Regions from separate parts of the Mus musculus genome. Here region 2 is linked to region 1. The links are chromatin contacts, called in public Hi-C maps. All regions are on one chromosome and are shown on one strand. Each heading gives the region's core, a stretch centred on a gene start, on an enhancer-like site or on the middle of the called end of the contact. The rest is flanking DNA. Distances are from core to core; before and after follow the strand shown. Region 1 has its middle 180 kb from the start of Fmr1os. Region 2 holds the start of Fmr1 (FMRP translational regulator 1).

Evidence for each region. A called contact is a pair of places that touch in the nucleus more often than the background predicts.
Region 2: a contact with region 1 is called in a Hi-C map of adipose-derived mesenchymal stem cells, with 2.5 times the contacts expected there. The contact joins the promoter of Fmr1 here to the enhancer-like site in region 1. A contact is called at or near these places in 1 of 39 promoter capture datasets (the 3T3-L1 cell line), 3 of 484 Hi-C or Micro-C datasets (adipose-derived mesenchymal stem cells, cerebellum and embryonic stem cells) and 1 of 9 other capture datasets (pancreatic islet).

Annotation. Positions count from the first base shown.
Region 1 is chrX:68,493,487-68,496,791 of GRCm38.p6, reverse strand. No RefSeq gene overlaps it. Among named protein-coding and RNA genes, the nearest start is that of Fmr1os, 180 kb to the left of the region's middle. Within about 2 kb of position 1,436, at least 75 of the 459 cell types and tissues checked have an H3K27ac peak or open chromatin away from gene starts, as enhancers often do. A contact at or near this core is called in adipose-derived mesenchymal stem cells, where this site is marked.
Region 2 is chrX:68,676,902-68,680,204 of GRCm38.p6, reverse strand. Fmr1 (FMRP translational regulator 1) reads right to left here and starts at 1,664. Exons shown (of 17, transcript NM_008031.3): 1 at 1,338-1,664. The coding sequence starts at 1,388. It overlaps Fmr1os (FMRP translational regulator 1, opposite strand), which reads left to right and starts at 1,806. Exons shown (of 4, transcript NR_033481.1): 1 at 1,806-2,025; 2 at 3,080-3,191.

The DNA of each region.
Region 1 (3,305 bases), core at 187-2,686:
ACTTCCAGATCAGGTCAGATTTTTGTCTTTCAGTAGAAAGGGCATTCATTAGGTTTGCCCTCTTGATATCACCTGCCATGTGAAGAGAAGCAGAAGGATGAGTCCAGGTAGACAGTAAAGGGGGCTGTGTTTGTGAGATGAGAATGCACTTGGCATATGTGGAAGAAAAAAAAAGCAGACAGGGAGGGCAGCTGAAGGACATTGTAGGGTACACAGTCGTCTAAGGGAATTATGGTCAGATCACAGATCCTGCTGGACTATGTTGGGAAATAGCTTTTCATGATAAACACAGAAAAAATATTTTTGCTGTCTTCAGGTAGAAGAGTAACAAGTCGAACTAACTGTGAATGTGTTTGCTGGCTGATATGCAAAGAATGCTGATGAAAATAGAGAGGCCCAGGGAGTGAGCAGAAAACCAGGAGCTAGAGCTGAGGCAGTCTCAAGAAAAAAAGTAAATATTTTCCCACATTTTTAAAATTAGGTATTTTCTTCATTTATATTTCAAATGCTATCCCAAAGGTCCCCTATACCCTCTCCCCACCCTGCTCCTCAAACCATTCGCTCCCACTTCTTGGCCCTGGCGTTCCCCTGTACTGGGGCATATAAAGTTTGCAATACCAAGGGGCCAAAAAGTAAATTTTGAGGAGGGTGTCATCAACTGTGCTAAAAACTGATGAAGAGCTGAAGAAAATGAAAATCAGGAAATGCAACTGCACTTGGCCATGCTTACCTCAGTCTCAGTGGAGAAATGAGGGCCAAAAGCCTCTTGGAAGGAGTTGCAGAAAGGAAGTTACACAGCAGGAAAGAACAGCAAGAGTGCTGGGACCATGGCTGGAGATGTGGGTCAAGCAGACAGGCAGTGCTGTGATCTCAAGTACAGGGCCAGGTCATGGGTGAGAGCCAGTTAGAAAGACAGTCAGAGGGGACAGAGGATGGAAGAATATCAGGGCCTGATATAAAATAACGTGGCCAATCGCAGGTGATCGACTCCAGACCCAGTCGATGCTGCTACGACTGCCAATAATAATTCATGGCAGCTCAAAAGTCTGCTTCAGGCTTTCTCTTGTAAATGTAACTAGGATTGTGCTAATTAAAAACATTTGGGAAAATATCATTGTCTGAATACAAATGCTTCCCAGCTCATCAATCCCATGAGGTCACCTCTTCCCTTGGCCAGTTTTTATCTGAGGTAATTTATCTGTTACTTAAAAATCCCCAAACTTACCTTAAACCTGTCTGTTTTGTTGCCTTGCTCATGTTGTCAATGCTCATCCTTATGAAATTAAAATAACCTGACACTTCTCAAAGTTTGTCAGCAGACTCCAGGTTTCTTTCTCTGGGAGAGGTTATGAATTGAAGGCATTCAGCTCTCCTTGTGCATGATGTAAAACAGGGCAACTGCACTTCTTAGTCAACTGTTTGGCTAGCAGGGTGAGTCATAGTCATTGGCCAAGTATTTCCCCATGCAAAACTGTGGGGAGTTTGCCAGGGAGGCAGCGTGCCGGCTATACCCTTCCAAGGATTTTTGTTTATTTGGAGAGATGACTATCATTTCCACCATGTGCCAGGTATTCAGCTGAGCATGCTCTCCACATGACACTACTCAGCCTTATCTGTGAAGTACATTCTCTTAGCATTTCCCGTCACAGATAAGGAGACAGGATTGTGGAGCTAAAATAACTTGCCTCCAAACACAATATTAGGAAGTATTAGAGTCCAAATTCTGGCGTAGTTGACAGTGAAAGAAATGTGCTGTGTCTGTACTACCCAGCAAGTCATTAACCACATGCAACTGTTGAATAGGATAAATGTTGCTGTGTAAGTGAGGAACCGTGTCTTGAATTTTAATTAAATTGTTAGGAATGCATCCCTGGAGTGTTGAATGTAATCTATAGTCCTTAGACTACATGGTAACCAAAGGAAATTATGACAAAAAGAAACACCTGAAGCTGAGAAATCATTTAGTGACTGTGACAGAGGCTCTCAACTGTCCTAATACTGTGATACTTTAATACAATTCCTCATGTTGTCATGACCCCTGACCATAAAATTATTTCATTGATACTCCATAATTGTAATTTTGCTACTGTTATGAATCATAATGTAAATATCTGATATGTGATCCCTGTGAAAGCTTTCCTTGTCCTCCAGGGGGTTGTGACCCACAATTTGAGAACAGCTAGACTATGGTGGTTAGCTTAGCAGTTGTTCTCCACCATCAACCAGGATATCAAAGCCATAGAAAGTTGTGTACTGCCTAAACACTTTGTCTGTGCCTCTCTGCCCTTCTCTGTTTAAAGATATTTGTCTTGTAATCTATGAATGAGATGCTAAGAAATTCAGGGTCCCCTTCTCAGTAAAGCAGTGAAACTGTTGTTATTTTGTTGTTTGTTGTTAAGACAGGGCCTCTCTGTGTAAGCCCAAGTTTACCTGAAATGTGCAATCGTTCTGTGGCAGATCCCCGAGTGTTGAATTACAGGCATATGTCATCATGCCTAACAATAAATCATTGTCTATATTGATCTCTCTTCTTGGTTTGTCTTTAGGGAATGAGAAGTATTTCCCTAAGGTCTTTATAATGCTGTTTTTCTATTCAGGTCCTTGGACTGGCAACTTCCCCATGTATGTAGTACTCTGGTGTCTGGAGCATTCTCTCCAGGCTCTCCAAGTGCTGAATAACAAAGCCTACATGTTAGATATTGTGCTTGCATCTTTTTACCACAGAGCACCAGAATTTTAAATGATGTGATTCTTAACTTATTGCCTGATCCTTTCGGTGATTTAGGAGAAGCTGTGAAGGGTTAGCAGCCCCCTTGCTCTAATCCCCTTACTCCAATTCACTTTGTTTTATGCTCTGCTATCACATTCTCACTCAGAAACCACATATTCATATTCTGCTTGGTAGCTTGCACCCAGATTCCTCCTGCCTGAATATGAGGCCAACATTTTTCTACTAGAGTTCCTTGGGGCAACATATATATATATATATATACATATATTTGTCAGCTAAAATATCTTTATCATTTTAGGTTTTCATAGGTGTAAAAATAGTCTTGAATTTTGCACTTCAGTCAGCTGAAATAGTTTTCTTTCTTTTTTATTTATTCTTCTCTCAAACATTACATTTCAAGCACAGTTTCCCCCTTCTTCATTCCTCCCTGTCCTCTTCTCCTCTCTTCCCCAGATCCACTCCTCCTCTGTTTCTCTTGAGAAAAAAGTGGGCCTCCCAGGGATCTCAACTGAGCATGGCATAAGAAGTTACAGTAAGCCTAGGCACAAACCATTATATTAAGGCTGGACAAGGC
Region 2 (3,303 bases), core at 415-2,914, 180 kb before region 1:
CACTAAATGTCTCCATAAACTTGGCAAAAGCATAATTTACTAAAGTCACTTTCCCGAGTTTAGCTTAGTATGTCCCACTTGAAATGTCCAAGTTATTCTATAATAAACTTAAAACTATTGGACAATGGCAAAAGCTATTTTCCATGCTTCCTTCCACGTGCACCTTCTGTTACTAAAATATTCTAGTGAGGTGGGGCCTTAGAGAGCTTATAAACATTCACAAAAGGAGAATTTATAATATTGCTAGATCTACATTTATGCAGTATCAAAAAAAAATCACACAATACTTAAGTTTAAAGTTCCTTGAAAAATATACGATGTTACTTGATATTCAATGGTATAAAAAAACTCTCAGTAGTTCCATGAATGCCCATTTAAAACCTCAAATATAGCTCACTGTAACACCGCAAAACTCAAAGCGAATATACTCAAGTTTATGCACTTCAGCGCACAGAACAAACATTCCAAACCGTCCTGGTAAAAATTCAGTAGCAATCGTACAGTCCCCGTTAATTTCCTGAAGTTCTGTGGCACAAATTCGGGTCCTCGAGAACTTAAACACAAAGGGAAATTTAAAATAAGCAGACTTGGTAATATTTTTAGAAGCCGCGACATGCTTATCCCTGAATTGCTCCCAGTTAGAAAGAGCCTCGGAGGCCGTGGATATACCGGCTCTGGCTAGCGTTTGAAACCGCTCTCTCAGATGTCATGGTCTTTCCGAAACTTTTAGATCTAAAACCCTCCTTGGAAATTCACAAAGAGGCCACTCAAGAGCAGTTGCCATTGTGATTCCGAGCTGCCGCCCGCTTCTTACTACTCCCTGCACACCCCTCGCCCAGAACCGGGGAGCTCTCCAAAGTCTGGACTGTGGGCCGAACGCGGAGCCCAAACCTCCTAACGGCCGCCCAAGCCTCGTAACGGCCGTTCGTCCAGCAGGGCTGGCGGCGGCCGGGCTGAAGCGCCCCCGGTTCCCGCACGGCTCCCCGCGTGTCAGGCCCCGAACCCACTGGGAGAGGATTATTTGGGAAAGCTGGACTAAGCCGCTGCCGCCACTTCCCGCGGCACCGGCCCCATGGCCGATCGGATCCCCTGTCCTCGCATTCCCGCTTCGCTGACAAACTCGGCCGCTCAACCGCCCTCGGCAACCCGCGCGTTCCGCCAGGCGCCGGGGCCTCAGGCGGGAGTCGGAACGCTGAGGCGGGCTCTAGGCCCCGACTCCGCCGCTCCCTCACATCCCACAGCCCGCCGCTCCCGCCGCGCCCGAGGGGCCCGCCCGCCACCCTGGACACGAGGGAGGGAGGGAGGCCGAGGACCGGGCCTGTCCGGTAGCCGGTTACCTTGTAGAAAGCGCCATTGGAGCCCCGCACTTCCACCACCAGCTCCTCCATCTTCTCGTCCGTCCTCGCGCCGGGAGCCCGCCTCCGGGAGGTGGGCTGCAGGCGCTTGAGGCCCAGCCGCCGTCGCCGCCGCCGCCGCCGCCGCGTTACCGCACGCCCCCCGGCAGCGGCGCCGCCGTCACTGCCACCGCCCGCGCTCGCCGTCCGTTTGCTTCACTGCCCGCCCTCTCAGGCGCGGCCCCTCACCGGAAGTGAAACCGAAACGCTCCCCAGCGCCTGACTGACTGAGGCCAAGGGCTCCGCTGCGCCTCCTGTAAACAGTCAAACGATGTCACGTGACCCGCGCAGCCCCTCCCCTTTGGCCCCGCCCTCTCCGCTCCGCCCTTGCCTCCTCTCGGGCAGTGGAGCACGCGCATGCGCCCTCCTGGGTACCTGCCTCAGGGTATCAGGGCGCACCCTTTGGCGCGCGCACTTGGTGAAAGGCGGGAAAGCGTAAAGGGCAGTACTAAGTCTGGCTGCCTGTGCCCGCCGCGGGGACTAGAGGCCTCTTCCGTACAGGAGGAAGCGAGGACATGGGAAAAGGCCTCCAGTTGTCGAAAATGGGGCCCGACCAGAAGTGGAGGGGCATTGGGTAGATTTTTCACGGCACTGGCGTGGGACCTGTTTGAACTGCAAGTCGCGGCGGGAGGGAAGTAAAAAAAAAGTGATAAATTCCATTGGAGAACACTTTGATCTAGGAACAGTGATAACTACATTGACCCTGACTTCTGGGACTCTTATGGCTAGGATGCAAAATAAATCGCTCTACTACCTAGTGATTTGGGGAAGTATTGTGGGAACTTTGAGTACTTTTTAAGGGCCAATAGGGTGTGCCAGAACTTCAGGAAATGTTATCCCTTTCTCAGACAGTCCCCCTCACACTTTCCGTTCATAGTTTTACTTGGAATTCGTAATAAAAAGAGCTGACAGAGAGAGTTGAACACTTGTTAATTCCTTTTTACTCGACTTCTGCCTCTTCTACATGCCCCCTGTACCAGAGGGAGGGCATCAGTAAAGCAGTCATGGGATCTGTCTATGTGCATCATTGGGTCCTTTCCATGCAGCTCTCTGCCTTTGCCTTCTACAGCAGAACCAAAATCACCTCCCCACCCCTTTGGCCTCTGTATTGGGCTTATATCCAGCCTGACCCATGCTCCTTTAATCCAGAAGGCTTGCATCCAACTGAGAAGTTCATTGAATGCCTACCATGTGCCAAGCACTGTCCTAAGTACTAGTGAGTCCTTGGTGAGGTAGCAACAAAAAGACTGTCACTATTGAAATTGGAACCTACAGGAGTAGATGTGCAAAATTCAACTTCTCAAAACCGTAAGTGTGGAGCTGGAGAGGTGGCTCAAGGGGGTAAAACATTTGCTATGCGAGCATGAAATCCTGAATTTTCTAATTCCTAGAATCTATAGAAAGCTGGGCCTAAGTGCCTAAATAAGCACTCCCACAAAGTTGATTCCCCAGAAGTTCACAGGTCAGTGTGCCTTATCTAGTTTCGAACAACAAAAAGAGAGACTCTGGGTAGAAGGCAAGGACTGCATTAGAAGTTGTACTGTGACCCCCACACATGTTTTGTGGCATATGTGTGGCCATACTCACACACATGGATGCTACACACACATACACGCATGAAGAAGATATAAATATGGAGTCACAACTGTGATGTGGTCTATAAAGTGTGGTTATATCTTTTACAGTTGGAAATGAGCCTGTCTGTGGTGTGAGATAAGTGAGCCCGGAAGCAAGATGATTCCAACTGGAATGTGACAAGAAAGACTTATTTGGAAGTGTGCACTTGAAAGAGCAAGGGTGAGTTGTCCTAAGCAGATGGTAGAGGGCTAGGATGTGAGGCTTCCAGTTCCCAGCCTGCCTCAGCCGGAACAATATTAATGTTGTTGCAACTCCAGCTTTAAAGCAGTGG